2 separate regions of the Mus musculus genome follow, and region 1 is linked to region 2. The links are chromatin contacts, called in public Hi-C maps. All regions are on one chromosome and are shown on one strand. Each heading gives the region's core, a stretch centred on a gene start, on an enhancer-like site or on the middle of the called end of the contact. The rest is flanking DNA. Distances are from core to core; before and after follow the strand shown.

What was found. A called contact is a pair of places that touch in the nucleus more often than the background predicts.
Region 1: a contact with region 2 is called in a Hi-C map of cerebellum, with 1.7 times the contacts expected there. The contact joins the promoter of C230014O12Rik here to the enhancer-like site in region 2. A contact is called at or near these places in 1 of 39 promoter capture datasets (hippocampal neurons), 2 of 484 Hi-C or Micro-C datasets (the N1E-115 cell line and cerebellum) and 2 of 115 datasets of contacts at active chromatin or transcription factors (astrocytes and differentiating embryonic stem cells).

What each region holds. Positions count from the first base shown.
Region 1 is chr2:34,104,427-34,110,532 of GRCm38.p6, reverse strand. It overlaps C230014O12Rik (RIKEN cDNA C230014O12 gene), which reads left to right and starts at 2,798. Exons shown (of 4, transcript NR_130173.1): 1 at 2,798-3,024.
Region 2 is chr2:33,818,962-33,825,382 of GRCm38.p6, reverse strand. It overlaps Mvb12b (multivesicular body subunit 12B), which reads left to right. Exons shown (of 10, transcript NM_175184.4): 6 at 213-335. Among named protein-coding and RNA genes, the nearest start is that of Nron, 16 kb to the right of the region's middle. Within about 2 kb of position 3,547, at least 28 of the 459 cell types and tissues checked have an H3K27ac peak or open chromatin away from gene starts, as enhancers often do. A contact at or near this core is called in cerebellum and differentiating embryonic stem cells, where this site is marked.

The DNA.
Region 1 (6,106 bases), core at 1,549-4,048, 290 kb before region 2:
GTTCTTCTCAACACCCAGCCCTGCCCCACATCCATCATCAGTGCTCATGGGCCCTGTCAATCTTTTTCCCTTCTGCCCACCTCACTGTGGCGCTTCAGGGCCAGCTTAGTGGCTTAGTGGCTGGGTAGCTCAACAAGTCACTGACCACTTCTGGGGCCTTTGGTCTCCTATCTGGACAGTGGCTCTGAACAGTTCAAATTGTGTCAGGGCCACCTCCAAGCAGCTGGCTAAAAGCCTGGGCCACAGAGAGGTAAAGAGCCACGTCCAAGGTCACACAGCTATTCAGTCTTGACTGGGATTTGAATCTGTTTCCGTCCCTTTGAGGTTTGCCAGGCTGTTGACAGTGATGATGCTGCCTCTCTGCTCTATTTCCTTGAGCTGGGGTCTCTCACTGAACCTGGAGTTGAGCTGGGGGTCAGAAAATCCCAGAGATCCTATCTCCCTGCTCCCTCCCTCCAAGATGCTGCAAGTGGCTATACTGGCTTTGACTTGGGATCTGAACTCAGGGTCTCAAACTTGCACAGCAAGTGTTTAGCCTGCTGAACCATCTCCCAGCCCACCCACACCCCCTTTTAAAGGCAAGGTCTCATGTATCTCAGGTTGATCTGGAACTCTCCTGATCTCCTTGCCTCTACCTCCCCAAAGGTCTTGATGCCTTTTTTCAGAACTTGTGCGTGGGAAGGACCGAGGATGTTCTTGGGTGCTCTTCTTCGTCTTTCCATACCCCCAGAAGGCCACACCAGTAGCACAGCCACTGATACCTCAGCATGGCGAGGAGCTCTGACACTGGGCATTTCCTTCAGGGACCTCTGCAGTCTCTCCAGAGCCGCCAACCTTGTTCTCCCTGTCCCAATATTCTGTCTGATGTGGAGACATGTTTGTGCAGTGTAAACCTGATTATTTCCTTATTAGTGATTCACCATGCTTAATTCACTCTTCCCATTGATCCTGCTCCAAACGGAGGGACGATCCTGCCCCTCCCATTCCATCAGCCACTTTGATATAGTGGGGGACCCAGCCTCTCTGTTGGGGGACCTGGGTAGCCAAGTGGTGATTGGCTAGATTTGCTTAAAGTTCATTTGGGTATCTGATTGCAGGAGGGCAGGTGTGCTGGTTGGATTTTTGTCAACTTGACACAGCTAGGATCTTCTTGGAAGAGGGAACATCATTTTCGAAATGCCCCTGTTACAATGGTTTATGGCCAAGTCTGTGAGGTATCTTCTCAGGTAATGATTAATGGGGGAGGACCCAGCCCACTGTGGGTGGCACCATCCCTAGGCTGGTGGTCCTGGGTTCTGTAAGAAGGCAGACTGGACAAGCTATGGAGAGCAAGCCTCAGCTCCTGCCTCCAAGTTTCAGCTTTGGGTTCCCTTCATGGTAGACTGTTAACTATAAGATAAAATAAACCCATTTCCCCCCCAGGTTGCTTTTGGTCAAGACAGGCTATCATGTGGGTGGCAAAGGCCGAGGCACCCCTGAGGCCGGGCGTGTGGACATCAGTGTTTCATTTGACACACAGGTGACCCATGTGGTAGGGTCAAAGGCCACACTCCAAGTAGCCCAGTCCTGGCTCAGTGCACTTCCCTAACTAACAAAAGATGCTTCCGGCTTGGTGACGGTTGGTTCCTCTCTACCCTTTTTGTACGCAGACCCCATGCTATCAGGCAAGGCTCTGTCAGAGAACACACCCAGAGCCAGATCGGCATCTTTGTCCTCATGAGGGTCTCATCCTATTAAAGGAAGCAGACACTAAAACTCCGGGACAGGTCCACCCTGATGGTGTCAAACTCTGTGAAGAAAGTTTGTGTGTGAGGGGTTTCTTTAAGGAGGGTTCCTCTGGGCTGGGAAGCCGGACCAGGCTGCCAGCAGTCTTGACTCAACATTCTGAGGTAGAAGAGGTATAAAGGCCTCAGGCAGGTGTAGACAAGGCTGCACTGTGAAGTGCTAAGATCCTGCTTTCTGGAATCCGGCCTGGAGGGCTTCCTGACTTAGAAGCCGCCCCGAGTCCAGAGGAAGTGCGACTCTGTCTTTGCTTCCTCAGCTTCCTCCTCTTCCTCTTCTCCTCTGGGGCCACCATCCGCAAGCACCCAGGAGAACTGAAACATCCTCCCTAGGTCAGGGCGCCCTTCTCCCCGCACGTAACCCTGGACTGCCACGGAGGCAAAAAAACCCCTGTTCGTGGAGCCGCTGAAAGGTGCGGGCCTGTGAACAAAGCAGCCCGTTACACTTAGGCCCCAATAAAAACGCTTCTAAGGGCCTAATTAACAGTTTAGGTACATATAAAAACATAATGAGAAAAACAATCTGTTTGCAAAAAAGGGACGAAAGAAAAAGAAAAAAAAAATTAAAAGGCCAAATTGGCAGAGCCTGGCCTGCTGCTGGGCACGTGGCGTCTGCACAGCTCGAGTGGCCGGGAGGGCTGGCCTAATGGTCTCCTCACATGCCGATATTCCACCTCTGTATGTCTGAGCAATTTTCAACTTGGCAGGAAGGGAGCCGCGCGGAAATTTGCGTAAGCCTTGATAAATATTTTATGCAAATTAAAATTGAATTCTTTGCTTAGTTTAAGCAATTTCCCTGTAAGGAGTGTGTCGAGGAGAGAGATTACAACATTTGCCTGGTTTGTTTATAATTTAATTTTTTTTTTATGTTGCGGCTGGCAGAGGAGGAGATGGCAACACCTGTGAGTGTTTATAACGTCCCATCTCCTTCACAGCTGCTCCTATTCAAAACACCTCGCCGGCGTAATAATTTCATAAAATTTCATGATTTACCATCTGCTCGTGCCGGTTTGGGCTTCAGCAATAAGCCCGCGCGTGGCGCCCGGCCCAGAAAGGTACAATAACTGTATATTTTAACTTAATGGTTTTTTGGGGGGCATGCAAATTTCTGTGAGCAGATTGTGTTGAGGCCTGGGCTTGGAGCGGCCTCCCTGAGCCCCAGAAGCCCCCCGGAGCACCCCCGGCTCAGTGAAGGTTGCCCGTGTCAAAATCGAGATATCAAACACCGAGGCTGAAAGACAAGGTAGGAGGTGCGAGAGGATTATTTTCCTTTTAGCGTTTGATGTCTGTGCATTTGGGTAATTAAAATGATTACTACAACAATTAAAGCAAGTAATTAGAAACTAATTACACCAGCATTTTTTGTGATTACAGGAGCAGATGAAAATAGTGTTCAAAATTAAATTCATTGCATATTCATGGGAATGAAATTAAATACTGCTGGGTGGATGAGATAATCGGAGGAGAGGAGAGAGGAGAGGCATTCTGGGGATTCGGAGAACAGACTGCGGTTAATACTCCAAACAGACATTTGGTTAAATCAGTGATAATCTTTTAATGGCTTTAAAAGGGGCTAATATTTGGAAAGCAGTCAAAATTGCTGAGAGTTTCTGTTTTTCACTCACTCTGTGATAATACATACCAGCTGTAGCACAATGGAAAACATTTAATCATTAGCCACTCAAATGGAGGCGCAGGAGCCAGCGTCTCCCCGCCTCTCCTGGTGTCTCATGCACGACAATAAATTAAATTAAAGAATCTTAGCAGCTCTTTCTTCCCTCCCCCACCCCTCCTCCCTCTCCTCTTTCCCGGCTATTGACTACTTCCCAGCCACTGCCTTGCCACGACCATTTAATGAGATCCCGTAGATTAAATAGATTTTCTGTTTAACTCCACACTGGTGAGATAGCATGTCAACGACGGAATGGCTATTAACATTTAAATATTTCACAGAACAAAAAAAAATCGGAATATGAATTTTTCATTGTTGCGACGCTCCCCCTGCCCCTCCCCCTTTCTCTCCCTCTCTTTTTCACGGCTCTCTCTCTCTTTCTCTCCCTTTCTCTGCTAGACCTAATGAAACTAAAGTAATTAGAAAGATACAAGAAGAGGGCTTTCACCAGAGTGCAATTAAATTGAGCGGGGAGCCGTTATTTATATAGGCTGGTCACTCCGTAGCTGCGGCTATTTTCTCAGCCTGCTTGAGTCATAGATTATTACAAGAGATTAATAATGTAAATTTCACTGACTCGGCTGCTCTCCGAGCCTTGGCCTTCAGAAATTGATGGGCACGCCATCCATCACCTCCTCCGGCCCAGGCCTGTCCCTCTGCAGGGCTCACCAGCCTTGGCACCCCACCTTGAGCTCACCGACTCCCTATTCTGTTCTGCTTTGCCCCTGGGTCCCCACCTTCTCCTTTGTGTGTGTGTGGGTCCCTAGTTCTCTGTAGCTTTTTTCTTGTATTTATCTCTCAATGCCTTCAGTGCTAGCCCTGTTTAATTTCTGGCTGATTTTTTAAAAGAGGGGCTCCACACAATGCTGTGGCTCCCCACACCCCAGTATCTGAGAAGGGGTCCATTTGCCTCTTATAAACCCATACAGTAGTGGCTGGATTAAAGGCACAATTTGCCAATGGTCTCTTCTTCTCCCCCGATTCTCCCTCTGGGACCACTCTCTGTCTGTCTGTCTGTCTGGCCATCTATGCATCCATTCTCTACACGTCTCGGCGCATGCACATCTGTTCCCTACTGCCTTTCCAGCCACAAGAGGGTAGAGCTGAGACTGGGGTCCTCTGTGGTTTCCTAGCGGTGTGACCTTGGCTTAGAGCCTTCTGACCCTCAACCACTAAGGAGAGGTAATAAATCAGGTATTACAGAGTCTGCGGGCAGAGCAGGAGGAGGCCTAGGTTCACAGAGGGGACGCACTGGTGAAGCAGGGTGCCCTCCCTCACCTCTGCTGGTGCTCACAGTGTGTCCCTCCCAGCATCTTCTCAGCCTCAGAGCATCTTGCCAGCTGATTGTGTTGTGAGGAGGGGTGGTGGCCAGAGCCTGGACTGAGTAGGGGTGAGGTCAAGGAGGAAGAGGTCCCTAAGGCAGGTCTCTGGTGTGTCTCGCCCGTACCTGCCCAGTCTGGGAGTGACTTCATTGTGTGACTGTGAAAACTGCTCAAAATGTGCCCAGACAGGGCATTCTGAGGAGCCAAGAGGGCCGGCTTTCAAAACAATTAGCGCCAGCATCTGCCTGAGCACCCATGCTGGTTTTGTATAATTAAAACAAGGCTCCAGAATCCCACTGGACACTCTTTAAAAACGACTCATTTTCGGCATTATTTACAGTGATGAGATGGTGTGAGGGAGACTCCTGGACCCCTCCAGCTGCCCCCGAGGAGAGGCCTGGTGCCTCCATTACCAGCTGGGCCTCCTGGCTTCTGCTCTCTTCCTAAGGGGTGGTCCCAGCACCCAGGGTGGGCCTGAGAGCACTTGTGCATGGTCGAGGCTCAGTGTGGTCCTTCATTATCTACTGGGGCGGGTCTTGCTGGCTGAGCCAGGGATATAGAGATAGATTTTGGAGGAGGCAGGAACGGAGAGGGGGTGGACCATGAGTCCCCTTGAATTCTAAGGACTAGAACTAAAATTTAAAGATTTATTTATTTTATTTGTATGGGTGTTTTGCCTGTATGTATGTCTGTGCACCAAGTTCATGTCTGATACCTGCAGAGGTCAGAAGAGGGCATTGGATCCCTGGAACTGGGATCAGATGTTGAGTTGCCGTGTGAGTGCTGGGAACCAAACCCAAGTCCTCTGCTGGATCAATAAATGCTCTTAACTGCTGAGCCATCTCAAAACGGGGTGGTGTGCATGTTCGTGTGTGTGTGTGTGTATGTGTGTGAAAAACTGTTTTTAGTCATCTCTGAATGTATATGTATATGGGTCCTGGTGATTGAATTCAGGCCATCAGACTTGATGGCAAGTGCTTTTTACCTACGTGGTTACCATCTTGTCAGCCCTGGAACTTTTAAATAAAAGCTAAGAAACAAAGAGGTGGCAGCAGGTCTCAAGGAAAGCAGTGTATTGGAAATAATGACTGTGAGCAAGTTATGGCACTAAACTTCAGCTGTGGAATGTGTGGATCGACAAGACCAATGTTGGTGTCTAGCCTGGACAAGGCTGGTGGGTGTTGGTGTCTACCCTGGCTTGTATTCACACATCCATGCCACCCCAGGCTGTGAGCATTCGGAGCCCATGAGAACACACACGAATGTGATCCCATGTGGAGATAGACACACATGCACTGAGCCTGTGTTTGAACACACGAAGAGCAAGCACT
Region 2 (6,421 bases), core at 2,298-4,797:
TCAGTGGGTGAAGATGTTCACATCACAACGGCTTGCCTTCGAGACACAGCTGCACTCCTGCTAGGCTCTAGTGCAGCACCCAGGGCGTGAGAGAGGTGCTGGGGCCTCCCTGGGGTTTATGGCAGTTCATAAATGTGGTAACAGTTAACTCAGTTGCTCAGGTCAGTGCTCCAAGCTCAACAGTGCATTGAGATTTTTCTTTTCTTCTGCAGGGAACTGAACAGCATGGGCATCTGGTACCGAATGGGCAGAGTGCCAAGAAACCATGACTCGTCTCAGCCCACCACGCCCTCCCAGTCATCAGCCTCTTCTACCCCAGCCCCAAACCTTCCCAGGTGAGGTTTTGTTGGGATCTCACCATGCACTTACATGGTCTTAGGTCCTGCTGAGCCATGCAACAACTTAGAAAACACCCACTTACACGCATCTGCTAAAATAGTGCAAAATATAGCTGAAAATTTGCAGAAGTCTAAACTTGGGCCTTAAAAAGTCATGGTCAGAAATCCACGAATTCCACTTATGTAAAGTGCACTCTATATTCTATACTGTGTGTATGCCACAGGTTTCTAACGGCAGGAGGTGTGGCTGCCTGAGCCAGGCATCGTGCTTCTCACCCTTAATCCCGCACTCAGGAGGCAGAAGCAGGCAGACCTCTATGAGTTCCTTGACAGCCTGGTCAACACAGCGAATTCCAGGCCAGCCAAGGATACATACATAGTAAGGCTCTGTCTCAAAAACCAAACCAAAGGCCAGGCGTGATGGCACATGCCTTTAATCCCAGCACTTGGGAGGCAGAGGCAGACAGATTTCTGAGTTCGAGGCCAGCCTGGTCTACAGAGTGAGTTCCAGGACAGCCAGGACTACACAGAGAAACCCTGTCTCGAAAAAAACAAAACAAACAAACAAAACAAAGCCAAATAAAACAAAACAAACAAGCAAACAATTGGCTTGCCATTCAAATGAGCTTATATACACACAGGGATGTGTGTGGCAGCCAGGTGGTCAGCGCCCAAGGGCAGAATTCCCTCTCAGCTCTGCCAGCAACTCATCCGACACCCAGCAGGGTGGGTCAGCCATCCCTAGAAGCAGTCCTTAAACAGAAGTGAGTTTCCAGAACATTACATTCAATTATAATAATAGTTAATTCCAGGGAGGCCACTCTGCAGCTGACTGCACTGGCGCTGGTGGGGTAACGTGTCTGAACTCTGCAAGCAGCAGTTGAGGAAAGACTCCCACAAGTAAGAAACAGGGCGTCCCTGGGGAAGCTGATAGGGACAGCACTCTTGAATTAAGTCTGAGAGACTGCAGAAATGAATGGAAGGAGGGATGGCAGATGGTTCGCTGAGGGTTGAGGTGATATGAGACCACATTGAAGAGCTGTCCATAGGAAGAGGTGGGTGTCTTTCTTTAGCAGGACAGAATGGGTGCCAAGCCAGCCCCTCCCCCACCCCATGGAGCAGCTCTCTTCAATAGGTTGCTCTGCCCAATGCAAGTTGTCCCTCCAGGCTGAGCATCCACTCTGGGGAGAGGCTACTGTGGTGACCCCAGACCAAAAGACTCTGTCTTTTGGACTCTGTGCAGGCCTCCCGCACCAGGAGCAGTGTTTAAAGGTGACCAGTTGAGTCTGTCTCTGCTCAGGAGTGTGGGGCTGGCATGACGCGGGGTGGGCACATCTTCCTTCCTCACTGACTGGTGATGCTATCATGGCTCTGTCCTGGGCCATTGGTCAGGGGGTCACCATAACTTCTGCCAGCATCATTTCAGGTCCTCATCTGTGCTGGGCGGGGTCAGCTCAGGCTCTGGTGCCCATGGTCAGCTGCAGAGACTACTGAGCCTTTAGGGCTCAACTGCCTTGAATAAATAGAGCCAGCTCCCCCAAGACATGTGGTCTAGGAGAGCCCAGAAATGGGCATCACCTCAGGCAGGTGCTAATTCCTGTCACATGGAATAAAGCCATTCTAATTTGTTTTCAATTGCTGTGGAAAAACATGGACCAAAAGCAACCCGGAGAAGACAGTTTATTTGGCTTATACATCCCAGTCACAGTCTATTATTGAAAGACGACAGAGCAGAAACTGAAGCAGGGACCATGAAGGAGTGTTCTTTTTCCATGGCTTGCTCAGCCCGCTTCCTTGGAGCACTCGGGACCACCTGCCCAGGGGTGGCACCATCCCACAGACCTGGGCCGTCCCGCACTTGCCAATCTGATGGAGGCATTTTCTCAGCTGAGGCTCTTTCCTTTCCTTTTGACCCTAGCTTATGTTGAGTTGACAGAAACCTTAAAAGTACAGGGCTCTTACTATCCTGGAGGAGACAGGGAGGGTACTTGTCCTGAGCTTGCCTGTCACAGGAGAGCCAGGTCACCTACTGTCACAGCAGGACTCTGGGAGCTGGTGGGGTTGGAAGGTGGCACAATCCAACAGAGTGCTCATAATACTTACGTATTTTATGACCTGGGTGCAGTTTATGGTTTACAATGGCTGCAAGGAAATTGGATCAGTTCTGTTTACTTGCCAAATAAAACAAATGTCAAAATAGTCAATATAAAATGTATTCTAATTTGGCTGAGTTAAGTCAGCCGGCTTTGGCTTTCAGGAGGATCCCCCTGTATGCAAATGGTGCTGTGTCTCCAGCTCCTCTGTGGTGGGTGTTGATTTACAGGCCCGGCACATGCTGTGGGAGCCTCTTAAGTCATCTGGGTTTCGTGTTTTTATCTTTTGTGGGTTGGCTTGAATTTTATCCTTTTCCTATTCAGATTCTTTGTTTTTTTTTTTAAGAAAAGAATCAGTAGTTACTTGAATTTTCTATTAAAGTAAGGAAGGGTTGAGTGTGGATTTTTTTACTTTTTTTCTTCAAGATGCTATAAGATGCTGTAAGAGACTCTGTAAGGAGTGCCGGCTTTAAGGTGACATGAAGTCCCTGCTCTCCCCCATAGGCTGCACCCCACTACCATGCCCTCCCCCACTCGGTGACCTGTCTCCCAGCTCCAGGCCCCAGAGTTAAGTCAGATGGGTACCCAGCACCCACACACACACACACACACACACACACACACACCCTATTCCTGTCTTATTCTGAGCCTTGCCCACCCCTCCCCCGCCCCTCCCACCACTGGGCTGCCTTGCTCAGGTCACTTGGGGAGCCCCTCTCACACTGGCTGAGCAGTCCTCGGTTTCACTGTCCCCGCACATGTGAAGTGTAAAACACATGCTTTTCAGCAGTGAGGACCCCATGTTCTTCCCCTCCAGATGACTCCCCATCCCTATCACAGAGCAGTGAGTGCTTGAGGGAAATTGGCAGAATATAGAAAATAATGGGCAAACAAAGCCCATTTCCAGTGAGGAAAGTCTTATAACCTTTTGTTACATTTCCTTCAAGCTCTTTCCCCTGTGTACTTTTATGTAGGTGACATCATCGCATATATAGCAATTTCGTAAATTTCCCATGGAGCGTTAAACCGCAAACATCAGAACACTTTCCTGGTCTTTGTGTGGGGACACCTGATCTAAGCACCAAAGCGTAACTGCCAGGAGCGTGGTGATGGGGTGCCCTCTACTGGCCAGCTAGGAGGAGGCAGGAGGCACGCTGGGTGGGAGCCACAGGCAAGAGGGAGATGAGGTGGTGGCAGGCAGGAGCCTGGGAGTCAGTTTCAAAAGCAAAGGACATGTTCTCTGCCAACGCTTGGATTTAGGCATTCCCAGCAGCTTTCTGGAGAGCTGTCATTTCTAACTTTACTTTAGACAAAAGGGGCATTGGCTGACCTTTTCACAGGTGACAGGCCGTCACCTTTGTCATCTTTCCCAGGAGCAGGCAGTTCCCACCTGGGCCTCTCCACTGCTGCAAAGGTATTCATGGTAAAAGTTGATCTAGAGCCCTCCCCCTTGCCTTCCTGCACAGAGATCTCTGGGTAGGCAGGATGCTCATTGGTGATGTCGGCAAATTAGATATTGAGTTCAGTGGAGTTTGTGTCAGAAGCCACATAAGTGTCTTGACAGAACTCACCCTCTGTCCAGTGAGCCCTAGTTTCACCCACTCTGCTTAGGTCTCTGGTTTGTCCTGGACCTGGAACCTGTGTCTCCCTCCAGGCAGTGAGCATCCATCCCCGACCCACTAGTGTTGCACACAGTATCCAGTAGGATGGGGTGCCTAAGGGCTGAGGGCATAATTTATCTCCCTACCCATCTCTGGGCTGGCCTCAGCCAACTGGGCCAACCTTGAAAGAGGGGGTCTGTTCTGCTCAGGGCTGCCACCTCAGAGCACGTGTACCAATAATGGAATGGTCTTCCAACAGAGCACCCCATGCCCTCACACATGGGGACTCACATGTGACAACAGAGTACCCCCATGCCCTCTCACATATGGGGACTCCGTGTGACAACAGAGCACCCCATGCCCTCTCATACATGGGGACTCCATGTGTGACTCTGCTGGAATGGAGAGCTTCTGCAGCTGCCTGAACTCAGGTTTGTAAAGCCTCGGGAATCCATGGCTGAGAGTGCCAGGAGCCCCGAGTGCTTGAATGGATGTGCCTGTGTTGCTTGGTGGGCTGCTGACCCCAGCTTGCTGAGCAGTAGAATCAGAAGCCTGATAAGAGTCAGAGTTGTGCTTACCAAACCCACAGATGACACAGTCACTAGGGAGAGTGGATGTGCCAGAGGATAGGATTAATCCTGTAGATAGAACTCCATAGCCACAGCACCATGGGAACCAGGAAGTAGGAGGCAGTGGTACAAATAGGACCTCTCTAAGGTCACGTGGCCTACAGTATAGGGCCAAATCAGGAGACCTGGCCCAGAGGGTGGGTGCGTGCAGGTGTGTGTGTGTGTATCTGTTTGTGTCTGTATATTTGTGTATGCCCGTGTCTATGTGTGTATATGTGTGTTTGAGTGTGTCTCTGTGTCTGTCTGTGTTTGTATGTCTCTGTCTGTGTGTTTGTGTCTCTGTACGTCTGTGTGTGTTTGTGTGTCTCTGTGTGTGTATGTCTCCGTGTCTGTATGTATCTGTGTGTGTGTGTGTCTCTGTGTTTGTATGTCTCTATGTCTGTGTGCTTGTGTCTGTGTGTCTCTGTGTATGTGTGTGGTGATAAACCAATCCGATCGAGAGCTTGTTACCAAGCACCCTGCTGTGTATGGCCAGGCTGCGTCACCTGTCAGGTTCAGTGCAGTTATGTAAAAGCTGCTGAACTGCAGGGTATAGAGAGGCAGATGGCTCCAGACATCTAAATGGCTAGCCAGCAGAGAGAAAGCATGGCATTCGTGAGTGAAGGGAAAGGGGTAAGTTGCAAGGCTGCAGATTAGGGAGTCAAGGTTTCTTTCTTTTCTCTTTGAGACTGGGTCTCTCTCTGTAGCTACATAACCTAACTTGTTATGTAGATCAGAAATCCACCTGCCTAGGCTTAGAGATGAGCACCTCCCCAGGTGCAGAGTTTTAAAAACAAAAGAACAAAACTTCACAAAAGTAGATTCCGTGGCTTGAAGGAGCTGTTGAGGGGTCATGAGCAACTGCTGAGGGTTTGCTGGAAAGTGTCCCTCAGATGCTCAGATGGTGAGGGTGGCCTCCAGTGAGTGTTGGGGGTGAGACTGTCAGTGTTTGTGTAACTAGATCATGATGGTGCTGAGTTAATCAGGAATTTACTGATGGATTCAGTTAGACAGATGATTGGGAAATGTTAGACACTGGAGAGGTGGGCTTCAATGAGGGAGGGAGTTGCTGGAGTCTACCTCCTCCCTCCCTCCCTTTCTCCCCCCCCCCCCACCAACACTTTGAAGTGAGAAACTACTCAGTCGAATGCCTCCCTGCACCCACACTGGTCTCCAGAGCAGCAGAGCTGGCTGACCACGAGAGCCTTGCCCCTCCGGGATATGTTGTTCCAGTAGGAAAAGAAATGAGGACCTCAAGCCTCTCTCAGGCCTTAATCAAGAAATGTCTCATCTACCTCCTACCCTGACCTAGTGTAGTTCCCAGTTGCTGTGATAAAACACCCCGACAGATACAGTGTAGGGGAGAAAGGGTTTATTTTAGCTCATTTTCCAGGTTACAGCCCATCATAGCAGGAAGTCAGAGCAGCCTGAACTCAGGTCACATCACATCCAAAGCCAGGAACAGAGAACCGTGGATGCGGCATGCTCGTGCTCAGCTTGCTTTATCCCCTTGTATACACTTCAGATCTCCTGCCTAGGGAATGCTACCGCCCACTTTGGTGCTGGGTCTTGTAACATCAATTAACAATTAACATTCTCCAGGTAATTCCCCATAAATATGCACACAGGCCAATCTGATTTAGACAGCTCTTCACTGGGGCTCTCCTCCCTTCTAGATTGTGTCAAGTTGACAAATTAAAACCAAGCATCAAACACCCTTTCTTAGAAATTCAGGTTCAGCAGACACCTTGCCGTGTGTCAGGAGGGCTCAGGGTGAGCGT